Regions from separate parts of the Mus musculus genome. Here region 2 is linked to region 1. Evidence: chromatin contacts called from public Hi-C data. All regions are on one chromosome and are shown on one strand. The core of a region is the stretch at or near the end of the contact, and the rest is flanking DNA. Distances in the headings are between cores, read along the strand shown.

Evidence for each region. A called contact is a pair of places that touch in the nucleus more often than the background predicts.
Region 2: a Hi-C map of cortical neurons shows a contact between it and region 1, with 5 times the contacts expected there. The contact joins the enhancer-like site here to the promoter of Col14a1 in region 1. A contact is called at or near these places in 2 of 39 promoter capture datasets (pre-B cells and stem cell-derived epiblast-like cells) and 2 of 484 Hi-C or Micro-C datasets (cortical neurons and embryonic stem cells).

Annotation. Positions count from the first base shown.
Region 1 is chr15:55,303,881-55,310,400 of GRCm38.p6, reverse strand. It overlaps Col14a1 (collagen, type XIV, alpha 1), which reads right to left and starts at 2,650. Exons shown (of 48, transcript NM_181277.4): 1 at 2,417-2,650.
Region 2 is chr15:55,690,726-55,697,245 of GRCm38.p6, reverse strand. All of the region lies in intron 3 of Sntb1 (syntrophin, basic 1), which reads left to right. Among named protein-coding and RNA genes, the nearest start is that of Mtbp, 140 kb to the right of the region's middle. Within about 2 kb of position 2,350, at least 29 of the 459 cell types and tissues checked have an H3K27ac peak or open chromatin away from gene starts, as enhancers often do. A contact at or near this core is called in cortical neurons, where this site is marked.

The DNA.
Region 1 (6,520 bases), core at 1,401-3,900:
ATGACAAGTTGGGAAATTACTATCCAGAGCTGTAGGTTTTCTGTTGGAAATACTAAAAATGTTCTATATCTTTTTAGAAATTTAAAAAACAAAAACAAAAAACATGTGGCCTGGCGGTGGTGGCACACACCTTTAATCCCAGCACTTGGGAGGCAGAGGCAGGTGGATTTCTGAGTTCAAGGCCAGCCTGGTCTACAGAGTGAGTTCCAGGACAGCCAGGGCTACACAGAGAAACACTGCCTCGAAAAAAAAAAAAAAACAAAACCAAAAAAACAAAAAGCATGTGTATTTGGCGTGGATGTCCATGGAGACAAGAAGAGGCTGTCCAATTCCCTGGAGCTGGAATTACAGGTGTTTATGAGCTGCCAAATATCCTTGCTTGGAGCCAAACTAACCTAACCCTAACCCTCTCTAGAAGAGCGGTAGGTGTTCTTAACCACTAAGCCATCTCCAGAAACCTAAAATAATTCTTAATTTGGGATGTGTACTGCACATTTTAAATATACTAAAAGCTCTTGAGTTATGCACTTTAAATGTGTGAATTGTGTCCTGTGTGAAATGATTATCAAGTAGACTGTTTACAACACAAACAAGGAACCAGGCATGGTGGCCTATGCCTGTAATGCCAGCACTGAGGGAACGAAGGCAAGAGGGTCCTAGAGTTCCTAGCCAGCGGGGGCTACCTGATGAGTTCCAGGCCAGTCATGGCACAACCTGTCACAACAAAATAAATAACAAAACAAACAAACCAACCAAATCAAACCATCAAAGAACTGTATTAGAAAATCTGGCATTGGGTCCAGGTGCAACAAAACCCCCTCCGTGTTATTCTCTTAACATCAGATCTAAATTCCATCTGTCCGACCCTCCATTCACCCACCCACCCATTTCTAATGTAATAGTGAGGCTACCTATAGAGGTGGAGTCCCTCTTCAGCAACAGAACACCCAATCTCTTTAGTGCAGCCACCCTGAGCCTGCTTGCTACTCCATCCTATAAAGAAGTGCCTTTGGTCCTTTGGTAGAAGCTGAGGCCAGGACCTCCAGTAACTGAAGATTGAGAAATCTCATTTTCTCCTAACCGTGGTGTCACAGAGGTCTTCCTCCTATTTCTCTTCCTACTGCTAGTGCTCCACTTTAACACTTGCTACCAGCAAACAACTCTGCAAGGCTTCCAGCAGAGTCAAAGCCAGGCAGTGGCGCGCGCACACACCTGCAATCCTGCACTTGGGAGGTGGAGACGGGAGGAATGTGAGCCCAAGGTCTCCTCCCTCTGTTCTGAAGAAAACTTTTAGACCAGCCTGAGCTACATACCACCCTGCCTAAATAAATAGATCTTTCTTTCTTGGAACTCCAGTCAGATCTAGAAGTCATGTTCCAGCAGTTGGCGGGGTTGGGGAGTTGGAAGCGGGGGAGGGAAGTGGGAGAGGGATTCATACCACTCTGAGAACTGCACGTGAGCATCTTCAGAGGTGCTCTTCAGGGCAAGTTAACAGCTCTCCTAGACCTTGCCTAAGCAACCCTGAGCACAAGACTAGCTACCCACTGAGCACCCAAGAACTCAGCACCAAGTTTGCATAATGACTCCAAACCGTGGCGGGTAACTAAGGTTACTTACTCGAAAGAATCACGGGGCTCCTCTAACCTAACCTAACCTAGCCCTGCTCCAGACTGTGCATACTGCATGCTAAAGCCCAACTTCTGCAGATGCTCCGGATGCCCACAAGCGGAACGCAAGAGGAGTTCGCAAAAATAAAAGGAAAAAAAAGTGAAGAAGGTTCCTGCAGCAGCTTAGCTTGGTGGTTCCCCTCAAAGCAGCAACACTGGGAGCTTGGTATCATTCTACTGTCTATGAACTCTCACTGGCTACCCCCCTTTCCGTGCAGAGCCTGGTCCACAGCTGCCCCGACGTGCAGCAACAGTCCAGTGAATGCTTGGATGCGTGTTCTCCAAGGACTGGTCTCCCGATCCACTGCCAAATAGAATCTAAACAGCGTTGTGCTCTGTGCGTACACGGTGCTTCCAAAAGACTCCCTAAGCCTTTACCAATTGAACTTGCTGGAGCCACCACTACAGAGCTGCCAAATGCAGCCAATTCCAGCCCGGCGCCCACCGCACACAGACACCATGGGAGGGAGGGATCCTCAGAGAGAAACGGAGGGCTCCTTTGCTGTCCACACACCCGTCGGTCACTAGGCGCGTTGCAATCTCTCTGCCCTGTGGTCCCCAGACAAGCATCTATCTGGGTGCACGGTCTCCTAGCTCACCCCTAAGGTCTCCGGCCACCCCGCGGGCACACTTGCAGTGGTTGGTCCTGGCAATCGCATCCGTCTGCAGGTGGCTCTCACTGGGGCTCTTTCTTCACCTATGAATTATGCAAAGCCGAGCGGGAAAACAGTAGGGAAAGACGAACTGACCTGTGCAGGGCAACGTTCCAGCCCAGGTTGGGGACCTCTTGGCGCCTAGGGAAGATTAGCCGCCGACTGGTTCTTAGCGAACCACTGCCCTGGCTCGCCTTCCCTCAGAGTACCCTTTCTCAATTAACTTCTCTTTCCTGTCGTTCACTCTGTCCTCTCCTTGTCCCTCTCCCGTCGCCTCCTGCCCTACAGAGCTTCCTTCCCCTCGCCTCTCACCCAGGATCAGATAAGAGGAAAGAAACCGCTGCGCGAGCCAATTATAAAGCCAAAGGTGGTGGCGGGGGGCGGGAAGTGGGGAGACAGACCCCCACTTTCCCTCCTCCTCTCTAGCATCCCCGCCCCGCTCGAGTTGCAGAGGAGCCCGCCCCACTCCTCCCAAGTTCAGCCCAAGGACTGGCAGCCGACCCAGGTGCGCGTGGCAGCCGGGTATAGAACGCAATTGAGGAGCCCCTGGGTCCTCCCCACCCCCACAACTAAAGCAGTGCCCTGTGCTCCCCCCCCCCCCATCAGAACCCCCGAGTCACTGGGAAATCTCCAGCACTCGTCCAGGCTCCATCCCCAAAGATGAGTTTTGCCTTCCCACAGTGGGTCCCCTCTCCCTTGCTCTTCAAGTCCTAGGGACCAGCACAGTCGCCAAGGGTAGACATTTATTCAACGGGAATCGACTGGAAGAATGCTAAATTGGAGGGTTTTCTTGGTCGTAGAAACAAAATATGGACAGTTTTATGCTGTTGGACCAGCAGATCTCCTTTCCCCATGCTCAGAGATTACAGTCAGTAGGTTTGAGCGAATCCGAAGGACCCATCGTCTATAAAACTCTGGGGACTCTGGTCTGTGCGGGCCACGCCCTTTGAGAAGTCCTGTTCTGGAATGGCTAGAGATGCTCAGAGCTCTTGGTGGCTGGGGACTGGATCTGAGTTCTTGTCCTCTGGGCGCTTTTTAAAAGGTCATCTTCCCATTTTGTGTCAGGTTAGCAAATGCCCAGGCGTCCAGTGTCACACCAGAAGTTGTCATCGGCTCAAATGGAGAGCGGGAGTTGCATACACGCCGACCATTTGTGAGAAAAGACCAAAATGACTGTGATTTTGATCAGTTCCAAGAGCAGGCGGTAGAGAATCAGTGAGAGGTACTCTCATACGTTCCCGAACCTGCCTCCAAAATGCCCTTCTGAGAGCACAGGAAGGGATGCGCTACACCATTCAAGGTGATTCCCGAGACCTCGAACCTTCCAAGCTTAGGCTTTCTTCAAATTTGCGTACTTCACTCCAAATGTTCTCCAAGTGGCCTCTCTGCGTAGTTTCTGAACTTCGCCTTAAAGTGAAAAGGATCGCTATAGCCTCCTCCCTGAGACCCCGAGTCGGGATCAGTCTTGGCTTCAACTCCGCCACAGAGAAAGAAGGCTGCTTTGCAGCTTGAAGATCCTTCTGTGCTTCATTAATGTGCGCTATTCGCCCGGGTCCCTCGGTAGTCGAACGCAAAGACTAAAAACCCGCACGCGGGACTGCCAGGGTGAGAGCGCCACCTGCCGCCTGCGTCGGCTTGGCGAACTGAAACAGACTTTTCTGGCAAGTAGGAGCCTGAATTCAAGGAGTATTTGTTCCTTGGATATATGTCCTTTCCAATGTTTTACTCCTCAAATGTCTATTATTATCCCCTTTTAATAATGTACCAAGGTGCTGGTGACCACTGTAAACACCGTTCTAAATCCCTTGGGGGAGGTAGTTAGGAGTTAGATATGATATGGGAGAGGTAGTGCATTATTTAATTATGAAAATCCAAAAATGGAAGACTCTCTGATGATCATAAAATAAGAAATACATGTATAAACAAGTATGCAGAAAGTTTTATTAGACTTTTAGACGGGGTTGACAGGAGGACTCCTGGCCAGCCATTCTAGCCTTATTATTGAGTTCCAGGTTCAGTGAGAGACTTGATCTCAAAAACTCAAATGGAGAATTAACTCGGCATTAACCTCTGGCTTACACAGGAATGCGCACTCACGCACACACACTTTTACAGTTTGTATTATAAAAGTCATATTTTTTATTGTAACTAGCCTTTCCTTCATTGTCTTTAACTTTTGAATTGTGTTTGTTCCTTTGGGGGTTTCGTTGGTTTTGACTTTTTGAGACAGAATATCACTCAGCAGCCCATGCTGGCAACAAACTCTCTACAATTGTTCAGCATCCAAGAGCTGGAATTACAGAATAGTACCCGTAGGCTTGGCTTTAACGTTTGAATTATTGCCTATTCCTTTCCATTGACATCAACTTCAAGTTAATGCTGAAACAGAAGGGCTGTTTTCAATCCGTGTTTCAGTCCGTTGTGGTTGGGAATGACCTTCCAGCTCTTTCAAATGTGTCTACTCAGTGTTCCTTCAGTGGCTATCTTTTTGGTGTGGTTTGGTTTTCAAGACAGGGTTTCTCTGTGTAGCCCTGGCTGTCCTGGAACTCATTCTGTAGACCAGGCCGACCTTGAACTCAGAGATCCTCCTGCTTCTGCCTCCTTACTGCTAGGAGTAAAGGCATAAGCCACCACTGCCCAATAAAAGTTTAAATCAAGACCATGTTTCTATATGCTTGCTTTCTTTTTGTTTGTTTGTTTGGCTGGCTGGCTGGTTTTCTGAGATGGGGTTTCTCTGTCGCTGTGTAGTCCTTCAATGCACATCTTTAAGATCAGCAGTCAGGCCGAGCATGGTGACGCACACCTTTAATCCCACCCAGCACTTGGGAGGCAGAGGCAGGCAGATTTCTGACCAGCCTGGTCTACAAAGTGAGTTCCAGGACAGCCATGGCTATACAGAGAAACCTGTCTCAAAAAAAAAAAAAAAAAAAAAAAAAAAAAAAGATCAGCAGTCAGAGTCTAATGAAGTATTGAGAGCTGAATCTTGGAAACATTGCAAGAAGCATCCACTTAAAGTCTTCTCTTTTGGTCTAGAAAACACTGTATAGTTTTAGGACTTTTTCAAAGCTAACTAACATTCCAGCTTCCCAACACAGCTGGGAACTTTGGGAATATATCTATATATCTGTTCCTATCGTGGGTATAATCCTATTTCTTTCTTAGATCTACACACACACACACACACACGGGGTGGGGGGAGCCAAAGGGCTCCCCTGAAGCCTTGCACCTTGCATGAAAACTTTGTTTTTAAACCTGAATTTAAAAGCCTTGTTCTTTACTTTGGCAAATCTCTTTTGCTTCTGAGCTGACTATTCCTATACTTAAAAAAATTCATCTTATTCCATTTATTACATATCTTAAAATATATATTTTTTGAGATAGTGTCATGTGAGTTAAATAACATGTGCTTATGGATCTAACCTATAATAAATAGAAGTTATATTCACACACTGGGGTTGTCATTTCCTTTTTTTAAAAAAAGATATATTTATTTTTATTCTTCTATGCATTGGTGTTTTACCTACAAGTATGTCTGTGCCTGTGAAGGCCAGAAAAGATTGCTAGATCCCCTGGAACAGGAGTTATAGACCACTGCAGTTAGACCATACTCTGTCATTCAGGGTTTTCTATCTTCTCTTAGTCAAAGGTTGATATAAGTTCCAAATAAGACTAACTAGTAGTCACTGCCTCAAATGTGAGTATTGTACGTTGGGATATAAAAGTGAAAATGATGATATTTTAAATTAATTTTTGGTTAGTATACAAAGAAATGTGACATTTTCATGAATATTCTTCATTCATCATTCATTGTACTATGTTTTTACACACACACACAGAGAGAGAGAGAGAGAGAGAGAGAGAGCCATCCCCTGTCCAATCCCACCCCTATGATGGTTCCCTTCCTCTCGTCAATTAGCTCCTACTTCTGTGTCACAAACCACCCCATCTTCCACTACTCCCTCCTGTTTCCCAGTCTCTTCTGACTTCATCTTCCCTCTCACCCTACTTGTTAATTTTCATGCCCTACACGCGCATACACATGCATGTGAATCTACATTCTTTTTTTTTTTTAAGATTTATTTATTTATTTATTATATGTAAGTACACTGTAGCTGTCTTCAGACGCACCAGAAGAGGGCATCAGATCTCATTATGGGTGGTTGTGAGCCACCATGTGGTTGCTGGGATTTGAACTTCGGA
Region 2 (6,520 bases), core at 1,101-3,600, 390 kb before region 1:
CCCATCTCTGGAAGGTGACCATGGGCAGTTCATATCTGGTAAAGGGAAAAGGAAGTTGGGTCCATGGGTGGATGAAGGCTGTCCATGGCAGAGCCTCTGCATCACTTGCTTCTAAGTCCTCACTCAATGCTCTGAAGGAATAATTTTCATGTTCATGGAAAGCCCCAGAGAGCTGGGCTGATATGACTTCCACTGTTCCTCAGCCAGAATCCGCTAAACACAATGAGCAAACACACACATACACAAACACACACATGCACAAACACACACATACACAAACACACACATGCACAAACACACACATACACAAACACACACATGCACAAACACACACATACACAAACACACACATACACAAACACACACATGCACAAACACACACATACACAAACACACACATACACAAACACACACATGCACAAACCCTCAGACATACACAAATATATATACATGCACAAACACACACATAACTAGTGATATGGGCTTGGAGCGGTAGCTCCCTGGTACAGTGTATCATTGTTATGTGTAAAGACTGGGTCCCATATCCAGAACCAAACCAAGAGACTCATCCCTGGCCCCTTTTTGTTTGTTCGTTTTGTTCTTCCTGAATCCTTGACAGATTTAATTGTATCCATTTCCATTCATGAGGGTGACACTTTTTTTTCCTAAGTCATCTGATCCATGGGCCAATCTTTTCTAGAAACATACACAAGGTACAGTATTTTACCAACTGTACAGAGTCCCTCACCCTAGTCAAGTTGATATATATAAAACACAAACCTAGAGGTAAGTGTGTATGTGCATGCCTTATATCTCTGAGATTAGTGCTAATTATTTGATAGCCAGCAGTCAATCTGAGCACAATTCTGTCTCAGATACATTTTCCTTTGTCTCCATAATAGTTAAATTCTCTTACTACAGGGATCTTTAAATTCTACATTAAAAAAAAAGCCTTCAGGTATTGATATCCTACTTTCAACAGTTGATATTTTGTCAGTCTTATTTACTCTATCCTCCTATTTATATTTGGAGGTAGCACAGAGGAAAAGTCTAAAGGAAGTCTCGATTCCCTAGCATTCCACTCACTGTTCATCTTACTTGAATTACTTGCTGACCAAGATAGGCACTATAAAACTTTCTTTCAATGTTGTTATCCCAATTCCTCCAACCTATGATAATATTACTTTACACTTAGGTGGGAAAGGGCACTGTGTAAATGTGATTAAGTTTACGATCCTAAGATATAGACGGCCCATACTGGACTAGCTAGGTATCCTTTGGTGGAGGACGAGTGTGTCAGAGTTGAGAGAAGAAAATATAGTGGCACAGAACAATAGGAGGAAAGATACAGCATGCTGGCTGAGGAGTCGAGCAATGGAGGAGACTCTGAAAACTGAGAAAGTCAGGGAAACTCCCCAAAAGCTTCAACAGGAGGCCAGCATGCCAACACTTTGGCTCTAGAGCTTTTGACTTCCAGAAGCAGAAAATAGGAAAATAATACAGCAATTTCTAAAGATAGTAAAAGTTCATATACAAGCATCCATTTCCCTGCCTTCTATTGAAATATTGGGAAGTTGAGAAAGGCATAGTGACTCATGCTTGTGATGCCAGCAGTTGGCAGGCCAAGGCAGTAGAATCCAAGTCCAGTAGTCTGCTTACATCTAGCTGCCGATCATTGTCACACCTTGTGATTCCTTGTCTAAGAGAGTCCATGGTTAACACAGTCTCGGACATACTGCAGAAACCAGTGTTTGTATCCAGTACTTCCTCCGCCATGAACTAGAACTTAATTTCCTGTAGGCGGTTAGCTATATAGAAAACATTTGCAGTAAGAAACTCCCCACTGTGGTTCCTTAGGCTACTCTATCCATGGGCACTATACTGCTGCACATGTGAGGTGTGCTCTTTGTAAGTATGCACAAACCATTGAGCCCCACTTAGCTCTCAAAGGGTGTGCACACCTTGGAGCTGGGGTAAATGCCCCCAGTGAAGAGACTGGTGTGCTAAAGCAGCAACACAGCAAATGCAAGTCAAATTCAGAATGTTTCTCCTCCTTCAGATAACCAGCCACAATCCGAATATTATCCCTTCCATTTTTCAATGAGGAGTAAACATAAGTGACTAATTTTGTCACTCTCCATGTTATAAATAGAGGCAACACTTAAAGCTTATGAGTCATCTACACCTTGGTCTTGAATTACTTCAATCAGATATGAGGCTTGGAGAATAAAGAGCTTTGATTACCAAGAAAGGAATTTAGGAATTTGGACCAAAGTGCTGTCTGCTCAGAGTGCAACCCCATGTGCCAAAAAAATAAGAAAGAAAGGCAGACTGAGAAGAAGGCCCCAAGAGAGCATGGTGTGCTGCCTGGTTGCAGTGAGCTGGGTCCTGTGTGCTCCAGCCTGCTGCAGACTATCTTTCTGGGTGCCCAGCTGTCTTCTGCCCACAGTTTTCTTGATATTCCCACGGAATTCCTCATTTTCTCCTTGTGGAAGGCAATTTATGATCTGGAAATAGCACAAGTTTTAACTACAAGAATGCACACCAGTGGCTTTATAACGCTAAGCTTTTAACCTTGGCTGTGAAATGAGTTTTTGGAGGCATGATTTCTTCTGCTGCTAAATGGGGATAATAATAAATGCCTCAAAGCATTGGTAACATAGCACGGTGCTTACATTTGCACGCTAAGGTTGCCAAACATAGAATCGCAGACTGTATGGCTTAACAACAGAAACTTGTCTCTCAGTTTTAGAAGCTAGAAGTCCAAGGTCAAGATACAGACGAGGGTGTTTTCCTTTTAGCGCTATGAGAAAGATTATGTCCTGTGTTTTCTTCAATAGCTGCTAAATCACCCTGAGAATGCTGGTGATCTTTGGCTTGAAGATGTAGCGTCCTGTTTCCATCCTATTGTTCACAAAACCTCTTTGCTATGCCTAGGTTCACAATTCCTCTGGGTACATAAAATTTTGGATTAGGTAACCTGGCATGGTGAAGATGGATTGTCAACTTGATGGGATCTAGAATCACACTGGAAACAAATCTCTGGGGATGTCTGTTAGGGAATTTCTAGATTAAGTTAATTGAGCTGGGGAAACCCACACAAAATGTGAATGGCACAAACCTATGGGTTTAGGTCTAGGGCTGAATATAAAGAGGAAAAAGAGCTGAGTACAAATTTGTGTTGCTGCCTGATTCCTGTGTAAAGACATAATGTGGCTGATCAGCTGCTTACACTCCTTGGGCCATGACTTCCTCGATGTGACGGCTGCATCTCCTCTAACTGTATGAGATAAATCACTCCTCACCTACATCAATTCTTGCCAGGTGTTCTGTCACAGCATTATAACTAACATGGAGTCCAGCCTTGTCCTATAGAAACTTATCCTAACATAATAAAGAACATCCACAAATGCCCTGTTTCCAACAAAGATAACAATCTGAGCATTACCATCTCAGCTTATGGATTTGGGGGAACTGTGCTGATCTTGGTACAGGCTCTCTTATGTGCACACACACACACACACACACACACACACACACAAACACTTCTTATTTCCCTTCGATAAACAGAAATATTTTCCTAGCTGGGCACAGTGGCACACACCTTTAATCCCTTAATCCCAGCATTTGGGGAGCAGAGGCAGGCGAATTTCTGAGTTGGAGGCCAGCCTGGTCTACACAGTGAGTTCCAGGACAGCCAGGGCTACACAGAGAAACCCTGTCTCAAAAAAAAAAAAAAAAAAAAAAAAAAAAGAATTATTTTCCTGCTGTAAACCTTTAAGCCCCCAGCTTTATGTGACTCAATCCAATACATGTACCAAGTTCTCTCCCAAGCTGCTTCTCTCAATTGCCCTTCTAACTTATTACTGTTTTTAGAAGATCCAAAGATTTAACGAATTGCAAACAATCTCAACCTTAGTCCAGTAAGATCGTATAATTCAGGCAGGGCATGGTTTTAGAATTTACTTTTGGAATTTCCGGGGGAAAAAATGAGCTGAGTAAATGAGTAAACAAGATTAAAAGGGTGTTCACAGGTTGGGAAGAATAAGCCATTATTAGGTATTAGAAAGAAGGTATCTTCATACAATCCATAGGTCTTCATATTAAACAGTTCATGTTTAAAACTATGCAAAGGAAGTGGCCACACCCTGCAGGAAGGCCCAGGATGCTTCAAGGTGGTCAACAAGCATGGGTTGGAATCTAAACCCTATAGATGGCCCAGGGCTGAAGCTGAGTGATCTGGGATGAAGCTCCCATGGCAGTCAAGTGGAGATGCAGAAAGCTGGGTCTGGGAGATGAAGAGGATTTGAGGACCATGGAGGTTTCTCTGGAAGGACCAAGCTTCTCGTCCTGAAATCAGTGCAGTCAGGTTGAGAGCACACAAATTGCTCAAGGTGTGGATGGCACAATGGATGCACAGTAGAACCCATTTCAGAGCCCTAGCTCATGGCCAGGATTTCTCTGAGAGTCAACATGGTAGATTAGAATAGGATAAAATAACAATCCATCCTTTCTCTTTATTGGTGTTTCCAACCTAGGTCCATATGAAGTGCTTGCTCACAATAACCATGTATTAAGAATTCTGACCAGGTCCAACATTTTAACTGGCATTTTCTGTATGAAATTTGTGCTTGAGAACAAGATAATTGAATTTTTTTTAAAAAAGTATCTTATGGTGTCTTAAGAAAGATTACAAACCTTGTGCTAGGCCACATTCATAGCTCGCCTAGGGTATTATACATACCATGGGCCACAGATTCATCATGTGTCATTTTAGAACTTGACCTAAGTGGTATGTCTTGTTCACCTGCTGTGCATTCTAGGATAGTGGGTCTGCAAAGGGAGGCGATGGCCAGGCTAGGATCAGCTCAGTGTACATACTCTAGCTTTGCAGTTGCAGAGACTTGATGGTACCCACAGACAGAGCTCCAGACAAGCATAACTATGCCTGTCACTTAAACACATTTGAATATAGTTCATATGTTGGATTAATCAGGCTACTGTTACCACTGTTCCTGAGGGAAGTTAATTAGATGACGATGGACAAAGGAGCTTAAAGGAAGGGGATGCCCTTCTTTCCGATATATAGTATATGCTCAGCAAGGCTGCCATTCTGTTTTCAGGTGGCTGAGAAAAGCTAGTGGACAACCCTCCTAAACTTACGATAGATAAATCACAGCCTCCCCAGGAAGACGGGTCTGAGATACTAATCTGACTTAACCATTTATTCTGAACTCACATATAGCCATGGAGTAAGCCACAAGAGATCGAATACCATTTTCTTTTTGCATGAGAGAACAAGTTGGAATCCCATAGAGTGTGCTGTGGCAAACAGATGAGGCAAGCTGTGGAGAGGCCAAGTTCTTATGATTGACACGCTCCTGTGTAGTGGGTGGCTCGGTGGAAGAAAGCAGACTGCTGAACTCCCCACTGCATCTCTCTCTAATGTGATTCAGTGAAGAGAGATTTAAAATCAAGCTGTATGCCTATCTCAATGGATATGTGCTCTGCCCTGAGGTCGGCTCCATTACAAAGTCCCACCAAACGCAATGTTACCTCTAATAGTCACCAAAGGTCCCTGTTAGAGAGTACTAGCCTCTGACCTTCACACATTTGGTAAACACAACAGTTCATAAGAAACCAACTCTGCTTGCAAATGTGAAGAGGGAATAAGGAACTCTGAAATGCTTTGGGTTTCAGCCCCTTGATTATGATGGATTCCCAGACTCTGTTATTCCCCAGGAAGTCTGGGAACAGGGAACCATGATTCCCAGGGATTCTAGTGATTTTGTGACCTTGTTTAAACAGTAAACCCAAGTCTTACATCAGTACCCTTCTCTCAACAATCTTGGGAGAAGCTGTGTTTCTCTAAAATGTTTTATTACAAGATTTAATAAATTAAATTAGCAGTGCTTGTTCATGGTTTATTGTAACCTAATGAAGCAAAACTACCTAAAATTCCATTCTCTATGGATAATTCTTCATGTGTGTATATCTTAGGAAAATGCAAAGTTTATTGTAATATATTACTGTTTTTTGGAAGCTGCTTTTCCCAAATAACAATATCTAATTGTTTTCCTTCCTCAAAAGATGACTATCCAATTAATTAGTTTATATTTTCTAGACTCTGTGTAAATTGAATGATGCACCATATATAGTTTAGATGTGGCTTATTTTACATTGCAAAATTGTTTGAATTTATCTATGTTATGGAATACATGAATAGTTCATTCTTTGATTTTGTTTCCCCTCTCTTCTCGTTATGTAGATATATAGTATTTATTTACTTATTCGCCTACTGATAGACATTCAGTTCTGAGGACTATAGATATTTAAAATAATGTTATTAAGGCTGTCCCTGTGTATTTCTGTAGCATGCTAGTTGCTTTTCTCATTGTTGGAACAAAAGCTCTGGCGAAAACCACTGAAGGAAGGGGGTACACGTTGGCCCACGATCCCTTGTGGTAGTGACAGCATGGCAACAGGAACTTGATGCAGCCACTCAATGTCATCCACAGGC